Linked DNA regions of Mus musculus: regions 1, 2 and 3 are each linked to region 4. Evidence: chromatin contacts called from public promoter capture Hi-C data. All regions are on one chromosome and are shown on one strand. The core of a region is the stretch at or near the end of the contact, and the rest is flanking DNA. Distances in the headings are between cores, read along the strand shown. Region 1 holds the start of Cd2 (CD2 antigen). Region 2 holds the start of Rap1a (RAS-related protein 1a). Region 3 holds the start of Cd53 (CD53 antigen). Region 4 holds the start of Hipk1 (homeodomain interacting protein kinase 1).

Region 1 (2,853 bases), core at 93-2,592, 2.5 Mb after region 4:
AAGACAAGAAATGATGCTGACATCTTAGATAGTAACAGTTTGCACACATTGCAAATATCTTGGCTTGACTTCTCACACATTTAATAGCTCTTTGTACATGCATAGATTCTAGATTTTTATGTGGCCTCTAACGTCCATCTTTACTATTTCTGAATTGTGCAATACATATAGGAAGATTTTCCATACTCAAGAATAGGAATTCTTTTATGTTTCCTGTTAAGTCTTATTTCACTTGGATTTTTCCCCCCTTGGAATTAATATTTTAACTCAACTGAAATGCACTGTTGTGGCTGTTGTTAAGCATCTGAAATGGAAAAACCGTGATTTTGAAGACCTTTTCTCACTGAATTCTAAAGAATCAAAAGACTATATGTTCACTGTATCTCTTGCTCACGTGACCTCTCTGTTGTCTTTTTAGGGACATTAGTCCTTGTATCCCTGTTCACTATTTTTTTATAGTCTTAGGACAAGAGAGATATCTTGGTACTTAAGAGCTCAGGCTGCTCTTCCGGAAGACCCAGGTTTTATTCCCAGCACCCACGAGGCAGCTCACAACCATCTGTAACTTAAATTCCAGGAGATCGATGGACTCCTCTGGCCTCTTCAGGCATGGCGTTCATGGGTGTTGCAGTCACTTTTCAATGGCTGTGACAAACCATCATGACCAAGGCAACTTAGAGAAGGAAGAATCTACTGTGCTCTTACAGGTCCATGGCCAGCATGGCCGGGAGTATGGCAGCAGGCATGAAGCATAGCGCTGGAGCAGTAGCTGGGGGGGTTTTACATTCCTATCCACAGCAGGAGACAGACAGATAGACAGAGTGGGGAAGGGGAGAGGGAAGAGAGAGAGAGAGAGAGAGAGAGAGCTAACAGGACCACAAGGGCTTTAAAGATTTCTAAGCCTACCCTCAGTGACGCACCTCCAACAAGGCCACGCCTCCCAATCCTTCCCAAATATACATATCTGAATTCTATTCCTATGACCTTTTGCCGGTGAGTCTACTTGGTCCTGTTGAAGGCAGCACAGCTGAGTGGCCAGCTATGTTTAAGCCCTTGTTTACAAAAGGGTAGCTATGGCAACTGACCTCCCAGTTCCTCTTCTTCCTCTGGTGGGGTGCTAAAACCCAACACCCTAAGCTGTTTTTGTAAAGATTAAAATGTGACACAGACACCTATTTCGGTTAAGGAGGGCAGCAAATGCATGAGTCGTTTTGATAGGGTCTCTGTCTCTCTCTCTCTCCTTCCCCATCTCTACCTCTCCCTCTCCCCCTCCCCCTCCCCTACTGTGAACAGCAGGCATGAAAGACACGTGGTTCAGGTTGCTGGGTGTGGCTTCTGCCAGCCTCACCACAGTCCTGACAGAAAGAACTCAGAGTCACCCCTGGGAAAAGAACTCTAAAGATGAAATGTAAATTCCTGGGTAGCTTCTTTCTGCTCTTCAGCCTTTCCGGCAAAGGTAAGCATTCGCGTGGAGCTCTTCCGGAGACCTTGGAGTGGACATTAGAGGCGAAGAGGGAGATCCTCCGTAGTCCCGAGACCTCAGAAACCATCTTACTTTTTTACAGGGGCGGACTGCAGAGACAATGAGACCATCTGGGGTGTCTTGGGTCATGGCATCACCCTGAACATCCCCAACTTTCAAATGACTGATGATATTGATGAGGTGCGATGGGTAAGGAGGGGCACCCTGGTCGCAGAGTTTAAAAGGAAGAAGCCACCTTTTTTGATATCAGAAACGTATGAGGTCTTAGCAAACGGATCCCTGAAGATAAAGAAGCCGATGATGAGAAACGACAGTGGCACCTATAATGTAATGGTGTATGGCACAAATGGGATGACTAGGCTGGAGAAGGACCTGGACGTGAGGATTCTGGGTAAGTCTCCATTCCCTAAAGGTTTTCATTTTAGGACGGCTGCTATGTAGAAAGTTGGGGAGCAGCCTTTCTGTAGCATCCCCATCCAATGTTACCTGTGTGGCCCACAATGAAGACTCCAGTGGGTGAGGGTGGCTCTAAAGCCTGTCTGCCTTTCATTCTCTCTTTGGGTGGCTGTGGGGTTGTACAAAGACTCCCAGGTGACAGACAGGCATTAATCAGAAAGAAGACAGGTTAGCAGAGAAAAGACATGGACATCCTTGGTGGCCGATGAAGCTGTAGCTAGACAGGATGTCAGAGGGTGCCTAGGAGCAGTGAGCCTCTTGTCTGGAGAGCTATGTTTAAGCCAGGGTATGATGAGAGGGCATGATACTGAAGAGCAACAGGAGAAGACCAACCAGGAGTCCTCTCCTGTCATCCAAGCGAAGCCAAGCAGGTGGTCTTAGTCTTGGTGAGAACCAGCAAGTGAGCTGTAAGAAGTGACTCATGCCCAGGCTCCTGGCAGCATGGAGTATGTGTGCCAGTGGGATCTATAGCGTTCCAAGAGCTTCTAGTGAGAAGAGTTGTCATTGATAGTCATTGGCCTGGAGTAAAGGGTGCCAGGGAGATGAGGAAGGGTGCAAACATGCCGGGTGTGGGGGTGAGGAGGAAGTGAAGAAGCTTGGGTGGGTGAGAAAGAAGAAAACGAAGCCTGGGATGCTGTCGAAGCTGAAAGTCCAGGGACAAACTGGCAGCTCACACCAATGGGTGAGAGGAGAAAGCCTGCCCTTGGCTTGCGGAGAAAGCTGAGAATGCCTTGTGCAGAATAGATCAGCCATTCAGGGAGCACACAAACATTCTGAGCTTCACACAGGAAATGTCACTATAGAAAGGGCTCCCCTCATCCCCCCGTGGGTGTCCTTCCTGTCCAATACTCAGCACCTGGGCCTAACACCAACCTCTCTCCAGGGCCCCCTGTTAGCTCCTCTGTGCACAACTC
Region 2 (2,705 bases), core at 200-2,699, 2.0 Mb before region 4:
GGCAGTTTGTCTAGCATGAACCAATCAGGGTGGCGGGGATGGGGACTGTGGGGTGGGGGTGAGGCAGAGATTGAGATTCAATTGTCTTCTTAGCTATTTCAGCAGTAGGCAAGGGAACTGACTGATCACTCCCTCTTTTCTAAAACAACTCCCTAACAACTTCCTTCCTTCCAAGGGGTTCCTCTAACCTGACTGTCAACTCTGCTTATCTTTAACCTCTAAGTTTCTCTTGGTCCTCTCTTCCAGTTACTCCCCATCCCTAAGAGAGTTTATGTAGACCGGAGGGTCAAATCATCTACATCCTGATGGATCTCAAATTTATATCTCAGACTCATCACCACTGAACTTTCTCCATCCCCCATAAAACTGAACTCTCAATTTCTTTGGTCCCAGCTTTGTTCTTACCCTATCTTCTCTCTTATTAAATGATATCAGTCAGCAGGCCCCCAACCTAAGATTCATTCCTAATTGTTTCGTTCGACCCTCTGCTTTCTCAAGTCTAAATCTATTAAAATAGGTTTAATAAAGCTAAAATAAACAAAATCTAAAATAAAATAACCACTCTTGGCCAATTGGACGAGAATAGCCACCTTAGACTTCCCCTGTGAACATTCGTGCTTCAGTTGGATATTTTACATACACAGTGAGACTCACTCCAGTTCCCGATGGGCCTGAAACTCATTGTGTAGTCCAGGCTAACCTCAAACTCGTGGCAATTCTGTTCCTGTTTTCAAAATGCTGGGATTCCAGGAGTAAACCACCACGCCCTGCATAAAGTTAACCTTTAAAAACATGAACTAGATATAGTTGTTTCTGGGCCCACCCTCTCCTCGGGGCTTCCTGTTGTCATTACAATGGCCCAAAGGCTCCACCGGGTCTGGTCGTTTGTCCAGATCTTGGCGCCTCAGTACTCTTTGGCCATAGACTCTACTTATCTATCCATCCTTTCGCTTGCATTTTGCTAGTTGTGAAATATGGAAGACACACCCCACCTCGGGGTTTGTGGCTGATTTCCTCTCAACCCAGGAAGGTATTCTTCTCATCCAGCCTCTTTTGGATAGGCTCGTTTCTTCATAGCACGAACAAAAGCATGCAAAGCCCTCCCTGGTGACCTGTGAATTTTGCTACTCTTTTTGTTGTTCGTGTTCCCTCTCCTGGGTCACGAGGATGAGAGCTCTATAAGTGACTTTCCCTATGTATGCCTAGGCATTGGGGACCTACTAGGCACTCAACTAACAGCTGTCCCATGGTTGCATCCCTTCAAAATTCTCTTTCTGATTTTTTTTTCCCTTCCTCATTTCAATGTTGGCCTTAACCACCTTCTCAAAGGCAAGGCCCCAGTTCCTGTTGGCACACTATGCCCCCCACCCTTTGAAGAACGGCTCCCTTAAATAGATTCCGGACACAGCGGGGAAGGCGGAGACCAGGGCGGGGGGGGCGGGGCCTGCGTGCTGCGTGCGTGCGCGTTCCGGAGGCGCCGCCGCCGCCGCTCCCGAGGCCGCTGCTCCTGCCGCCGCCGTGCAGAGCCCGAGCCCGAGCCGCGGCCGAGAGGAGGGAGGAGGAGGAGGTGGAGGAGGCGCCGGGCCGCGGGGTGAGTACGGGGTGCGAGTGAGGGGCGCGGACTGGCCGCACCTCGGTGGCCTATTCTTAACCGTCCGCGAGTCCGGGGCGGCGGCCGGGGGCCCGGCGGGCGGGAGGGGCCGCGGCTGAAGGCCGGAGCCAGCCACGCCCGCGGACCGAGGCGGCCCGGCGGGGCCTGCGGGACCGGCCGCGAGGGGCGGGCCGCGAGATGGGACGCGTGTCCGCGCCCGCTCGGCTGTCGTCCCCGCGGACGGAGAGGTGCGGTGCCCTCCGCGCGGCCTTTGCCCCGGCCGCCGAGCGCTGACACCTCTGTGTCCCACTCCGCCGCCAGCCCGGGTTCCCGCCCTCCCTGCCCTCTGTATTCTGCCGCTTGCCATGTGTTCGCCTTTGCAGCGTCGCTCTCGACTCTCTGATATCTGCTGCTACCCCTGAATTTTGTCAGGAAAGAGGCCACGGTGTGATTCCGGTCTTCCGCCCACCGAGGGCGTGTGAGGAGTGTGGGGTGGTGGGATTGTAGCTTGTCTCCTTACTCAGAAAGTTAAGGGCAGTGTCTTCTGCTGAGTTGTGTAATTGGCTGTTGTAAGGAGAAGAGCAAGGAAGGACAGTTGTGTCCCCCGCGTCCGCCCCCCCTCCTATCTGAGATTTCCTCACAGGATAGAAAACTAGAGTTGAGGGGACCTTTCATGCCTTGGAAAAAGAGCTACCGCTCAGAAACTGTGAGTGTATTGCCGTTGGGAAAGGAAAATCGTTTTGTCGCTGCTTTGAAGGAAGTACTGTGTAAGAAATGGAATAAAAGGGCAGGAGGTTAATGGGCCAAGCGGGACAGGTACCAACCGCTGTTGTCTGCTTCTTGGGTGGCTGAAGATACTGTTTTTATTAGAGTCAAAGTGTCGACTCTCAGAATTAACCAGGGGAGTTAGCCTTCAGAAGCGGGCGGTTAGAAGAGATGATGCTGGAAACAGGATTTGGAAACTTTCTTTGAGTTTCCTGTCAGAGTGTGTGGGGGTAGATATGCCTGTGAGTACTTTTTTCTTTTGATGTAATTGATTTCTGTAACACTTTGGTAGAGTAAGTACTAGATTAGGTCCCAGACTCTTTCCTGTCTTTATGCTCTTCTGTAACAC
Region 3 (3,063 bases), core at 366-2,865, 3.0 Mb before region 4:
GTGCAGAAAACCCTCGAAGATATGGGCACGGGGGAAAAATTCCTAAACAGAACAGCAATGGCTTGTGCTGTAAGATCAAGAATCGACAAATGGGACCTCATAAAATTGCAAAGCTTCTATAGGGCAAAAGATATTGTCAATAAGACAAAAAGGCCACCAACAGATTGGGAAAGAATTTTTACCAATCCTAAATCTGATATGGGACTAATATCCATTATATACAAAGAGCTCACTAAGCTGAACTCTAGAAATTCAAATAACCCCATTAAAAATGGGTTACAGAACTAAACAAAGAATTTTTGACTGAGGAATATGGAAGGGCTGAGAAGCACTTGAAAAAATATTCAACATTCTTAATCATCAGAGAAATGCAAATCAAAAGAACCCTGAGATTCCATCTCACACCAGTCAGAATGGCTAGGATCAAAAATTCATGTGACAGCAGATGCTGGGGAGGATGTGGAGAAAGATGAACACTCCTCCATTGCTGGTGGGATTGCAAACTGGTACAACCACTCTGGAAATCAGTTTGGCGGTTCTTCAGAAAACTGGACATAGTACTACCAGTAGATCTAGCAATACCTCTCCTGGGCATATACCCAGAAGATGTTCTAACTGGTAAAAAGGACACATGGTCCACTATGTTCATAGCAGACCTATTTATAATAGCCAGAAGCTGAAAAGAACCCAGATGTCCCTAAACAGAGGAATGGATACAGAAAATATGGTACATTTACACAATGGAGCACTACTCAGCTTTTAAAAACAATGAATTTATGAAATTCTTGGGCAAATGGATGGATCTGGAGTATCACCCTGAGTGAGATAACCCAATCACAAAAGAAATCCTTTGATATGCACTCACTGATAAGTGGATATTAGCCCAGAAACCTAGAATACCCAAGATAGTTTTTTTTTAAACAAGATTTGTTTACTTATTATGTATATGTATATGTATATGTATATGTGTATGTGTATGTGTATGTGTATGTGTATGTGTATGTGTGTGTATATGTATAATGTATATGTATATGTATATGTATATGTATATACTGTAGCTGTCTTCAGGCACACCAGAAGAGGGCATTAGATCCCATTTATAGATGGTTGTGAGCCACCATGTGGCTGCTGGGAATTAAACTCAGGACTTCTGGAAGAGCAGTCAGTGCTCTTAACTGCTGAGCGATCTCTCCAGCTGCATTTTTGTTTTTCTAGTTCATGTTTTGATACACCTTTGTCCAAAAGTAGATATTCAATCCTACACAAGTTTATCTCTGTGTCCTCTACTATGCTATATTGATCTACAAGTATGGTTTCATTCCAGTACCATGCTGGCTTGGTCAGTATGGTTTAGTAGTATAGTTTGTGGTCAAACGGTGGGGACACATACACAGAAACAGACCCACGGGTATTTTGTAGTTGCTGCTTCAATTGAGAAGCACTGTTCTATGGCCAGGAAATATCACTCAAATTACTGTAAAGTTCACCAGAACTCAGATTGGTGTGTCAGACCTTCTTTAGCTTCCAGAAACCAGCTTAGAATAGGCTGGGAGTGGAAGCCTCTGCAAGTTCACTGAGGAACAGTTGACTATCTGAGCCTAAGAGAGAACACTCAGTCTCACTTCCTCACTCTTCTCGCTTGGGTTTCCTGTCGTCACAGCATGATTGTATTTTTTCTCTCTTCACTTCTCCTTTTACACAAATAGACATAGACTTCTGGGTTACAGGCTGTGCTGGCCACCTAAAAGATAATCAGTGAATTCTACCTGAAGTACTGAGGGACACTGCCTTCAAAAGGTAAGATTTATGACTTTTAACAGCTCTAAATCAGCTAATAAGGCACATAGCATTTTGAGAGTCTCCACACATCCCTTTAGTAACTTTAAAATGTGATGTGTTTACAAATATTTAGATCAGCACTTCCCTTAGGCAACTGGGCTAGAAATACTTTGATTTAATTGGTGTTTTATTTTCTGATATCTCTTTGGGCCTAAGTATTCATAAGCTTACATTATTATGCCACTTGAATTGCTTACTGTATATGGTGGTTTCTAATGCTTGAAGTTTTTGAGGTGAGATGAGATGAAATTGGGGAGATCTTCTATGTTGTTTTTTCTTCAAAAACTTGAAGTTTCATTTTAGAGCAGGGAGGAAAATCATAACCAGAGTGATTTAGAACAGTAGCCAGAAGACATGTTGTCTTTGTTTGAAAACATTTTAAAGGAAAGTTAGTGCTGAGAATGTCATGTTTTGATATAAGATAGATACAAAAAACCTGCAACATAGGTGTTCTGCAATGTACTTCATGTATTTTATTCCTATGGCTTAGTTTGGGGGAAGGTAAACATTGTGATCTGAAGGGCTTCTTTCTTCACTTTAAATGGTCTGTGATACACAAAGCTTGAACATTGACAAATTTCACATAAAATGTGCAGCAGAGAGGAAACCCACATAACTTGATACAGTAATAGTTTCCAACTTGCAAGCCATTCTAGGGTGTAAGTATTCAGCAAAATGATAGTCAAGCTTTGGTCAATACAAAATGTCTGTATCAGGTCTTTCTTGGTCCAAGAGCTGTGAAGAGCTCATTTGATTATAATCTAAAAGGGAGAAAGTAAAGTATCCATGTCCACATTTTCTCACCTAAAATTCAAGGGAGATGATTGGGAGTTAGTTGCAGCTTGTCAGAGCCACCCTCAGAGGCTACTAAACCTTATGTTTATAAATAGTGACCTAAGTGAACTAAGTTAAAAACCATGGGTTAGGCACCCTTTGATGTCTGACAGTATACTGTTGATACAGAGGAGAAATGAAGAAGAATGGAGAATTTGCCCAGTAATAGTTTTTTCCATGAGGAGCTTTTCTTGGTAATCATATCTATTAGAAGATTGAGCCAGAGAAGAATTTTATCTGCTGTGTGAGCAATGTTTTGCTTTCTCAATCTCGATCCAAATCTTCACTGCTTTGAAACTGGTTGATTAAGAGCAGATGCCAAACTGAAATGTGGTTTCCTGTGTGGGCCAGTTAAGGTTATTTTGCTTTTAGATATGATGTTTGCTTATC
Region 4 (2,831 bases), core at 205-2,704:
AATATGCAAGGGAATCTGTCCTGTGGGATTGAACATTTTGCTAACCCTGGCTCTCCAGGGAAATGAACTTCCTCCCCATTCCCAATGTTAAGAGGAGAAACTCAAACGACTTTCCTTAAAAGGTATGATAGGATAGCCTAGAAAACATTTTGTTAGGTGAAGATCCAAAGAAATCATGGATGTATGAGTGAGGACTGAAAAATATAACTGATAGAAAGGCCTCTCCTAGACCTGCTCTCTGCTCACAGGACACAGGTAAAAATCTATGGTGGTGGATAGTCAGTTAGGGGTTCAGACTGTTCTTGTAAGAAAGAACACATTTTCCATCTCCTCCTCTTTCTTTTTTTTTTTTTTTTTTTTTTTTGGTTTTCAGAGACAGGGTTTCTCTGTGTAGCCCTGGCTGTCCTGGAACTCACTCTGTAGACCAGGCTGGCCTCGAACTCAGAAATCCCGCCTGTCTCTGCCTCCCAAGTGCTGGGATTAAAGGCGTGCGCCACCACTGCCCGGCACTCCTCTTTCTTTTAGGTAGGGCCTCTCTATGTAGATCAAGTTGACAAACTCACAAGAGATCCATCTGCCTCTCCTTCCAGAATCTTGGGTTTAAAGGCATGAATCCTGGGTTTAAAGGCACGTACCATCCTACCTTACTCTTATAAATACTCGACTCCAAGAAATGTTTCTCATTTTAAGAACCAACATTTTACAGCGCGGAAGGCATATCAAGTCCCACAGAATCTCTTGAGGCTGAGTTGGCAACTGTCTACTAAGATAACCTAGTTTTCAGGGTCATTTTTCTTAAACATTATGCCAGGTCCACTTTCCGGAATCCACCGCCTTTCTACCCTTCGTGGAGGTAAGACAATTTTTGTTTACTGCATGCATGGAGGAGCTGAGTTCGGATATTTTATTTCCTAACAGATTCTACGGTGGGAGCGCTTCAGCACAGGGAGGCATCTAAATCCCTTATGCTGCCCTGAAATCGACATGGCAGCAAACAATTTAAGTAAAAACTGAGAATTCTAAACCCTCAGAGTCATCCCCAGGTAGTCAATGTCTCCCTGCGCTGCCCAATCGCTGGGATGTGATTGGGATGTTGGGGGAAAATCACACTGGTTTGGGGTGATGTCACACTAGCTGAGATGACATCTAACTGTAAGAAACCCGACCGCCACCAAACGCCGGTTAAACGACCTCGGAGACTGCTGTGCGGAGAGGACTGGGAAACCGGTCCCCACACACTGTCCACGCTGGCTCCCCACGGAGGCCCACCCACACCCGCGGCCCGGGGCAAGATGCAGTGATCTCAGCCCTCCCGCTCCTCCGCACTTCCGCCTCAGTAGGTGTCATGGCGCTAGGTGGCTGAATGGTTCCGGCGAGGCGGGGCCGGCGGGATGGAGGCGGTCGCTCGGGGCTCCACTTGTCGGGTCTGGTGACAACGGCGGCTGCGGAGCGAAGGGCCGGGCCGTGGCCCCGGACCGCAGGGGAGGCCGAGGCGGGAGCGCTCGGCGCTGAGGCGGCGGCGGCGGGAAGGGGCCGGGTGGCAGGGCAGGCGGGAGGCTGGCGAGGCTCCGGCCGCAGGACGGGCGCGGGGACGGCTCCGGGGGGCGGGGGCCGGGGCCGGGGCCGGCTCGTGCGGGGGGTATGATGACCCGGCTGCGGGGCCCCGGATCGCCTCTCCTCCGCCGCCTCCTCGCGGCGGCCCCGACTCGAGGCTGAGAACTACACACACCGGCGGTGAGTCAGGCTCGGCGAGGGGCTGGGGTCGTGGACTTTGGGAGTCGGCGCCCCGAGGTGGGACGGAGCGAGCCGCAGACTCCCTTGGGTAGCCGGCTTGCTTGGGGTGCCTCTCTCGCCAGGCCCCGCGCGGCCCTAGGCGCCTGGTCGCGAGCGGCCAGGCGCGACTGCGTGCCGGAGAAAATGGGCAGCTCCCCCTGCCTCCTGCCTTTCCCTCCAGATCGTGTTGTCCTCAGGTGACAGGGGTCCGTCTGGCATCTCCCCACCGTACAGATCTCCACCCCAACCGCGGACTGCGGTGGCAGGTTCTTGTGCTTGTGCGTGTGCATGTCACCCCACTCCCTGTAGCTGTAGTTTGGGCGTATTGGTGCCTTTGGGGACCGGGAAACCGCATCTAGAGTAAATCGTGGTGGTCGGGCTGGTATGGAAGCTTTTCTGTTCTCTTGGTTCATGTTCTGTAGTCTTTGAGTATGTAATTTGTGATGGTGGTAACGCTGTGTGGGGACCAGCCCACCTATATGTTTATCTCTGCAAGGCAAAGCTAGAGGTCTAAACTTTTGCAGTCCGTCGTCGCCTTTAAAGCCAAGAACAACAAAATCCAAAACATTAAAAGATGGAAACAACCAAAAGCCTTTGGGTAGGACCCACACTATAAACAGCTCTGTAGGGCAGCGTCCCCCTTTTGTGCTTGGCAACCGAGACCTAAAAACTTGGTCTCTAGGAGCGTTGGTCTAACCTCCAGTTTGTTGTGGTGACGAACCGTGAGCAATGGCCTGTGTGTTTATGCTGGGCGCGTTTTCTTTCCTGTTTGGGAATGGGTACTGGAACGGGAAGCCGGAGAGGGGGTGGGGGCAAGCTCCAGTAAGTGAATCTTTTCTCTACATAACCAGTGACTCAGTTGTGGATACTCATAAGATGCGCATTCTTGTCTCTTTGGTGACACTTTGAGAATTCTCAGTAGTGTAGTGCAGCCACAAACAAGAGTTTCAAATGTAGACTCCGTTGCCCCAGTCCGCTCTTTATCTTGTTTCCTAGTAACTGATGAAAACAGCAGCATGGCTTCCTGCTGTAGACGGAGTGGGGTTAAATTAAGTGGC

What was found. Promoter capture Hi-C pulls out the DNA fragments that hold promoters and counts their contacts.
Region 1: a contact with region 4 is called in a promoter capture Hi-C map of liver, with 4 times the contacts expected there. The contact joins the promoter of Cd2 here to the promoter of Hipk1 in region 4. A contact is called at or near these places in 1 of 39 promoter capture datasets (liver) and 1 of 484 Hi-C or Micro-C datasets (CD8 T cells).
Region 2: a promoter capture Hi-C map of pre-B cells shows a contact between it and region 4, with 5 times the contacts expected there. The contact joins the promoter of Rap1a here to the promoter of Hipk1 in region 4. A contact is called at or near these places in 3 of 39 promoter capture datasets (fetal liver, liver and pre-B cells) and 1 of 9 other capture datasets (liver).
Region 3: a contact with region 4 is called in a promoter capture Hi-C map of pre-B cells, with 4 times the contacts expected there. The contact joins the promoter of Cd53 here to the promoter of Hipk1 in region 4. A contact is called at or near these places in 1 of 39 promoter capture datasets (pre-B cells) and 1 of 9 other capture datasets (liver).

What each region holds. Positions count from the first base shown.
Region 1 is chr3:101,286,428-101,289,280 of GRCm38.p6, reverse strand. Cd2 (CD2 antigen) reads left to right here and starts at 1,342. Exons shown (of 5, transcript NM_013486.2): 1 at 1,342-1,456; 2 at 1,566-1,874. The coding sequence starts at 1,402.
Region 2 is chr3:105,800,125-105,802,829 of GRCm38.p6, reverse strand. It overlaps Rap1a (RAS-related protein 1a), which reads left to right and starts at 1,449. Exons shown (of 8, transcript NM_145541.5): 1 at 1,449-1,591.
Region 3 is chr3:106,788,701-106,791,763 of GRCm38.p6, reverse strand. Cd53 (CD53 antigen) reads left to right here and starts at 1,615. Exons shown (of 8, transcript NM_007651.3): 1 at 1,615-1,797.
Region 4 is chr3:103,789,898-103,792,728 of GRCm38.p6, reverse strand. It overlaps Hipk1 (homeodomain interacting protein kinase 1), which reads left to right and starts at 1,454. Exons shown (of 16, transcript NM_010432.2): 1 at 1,454-1,734.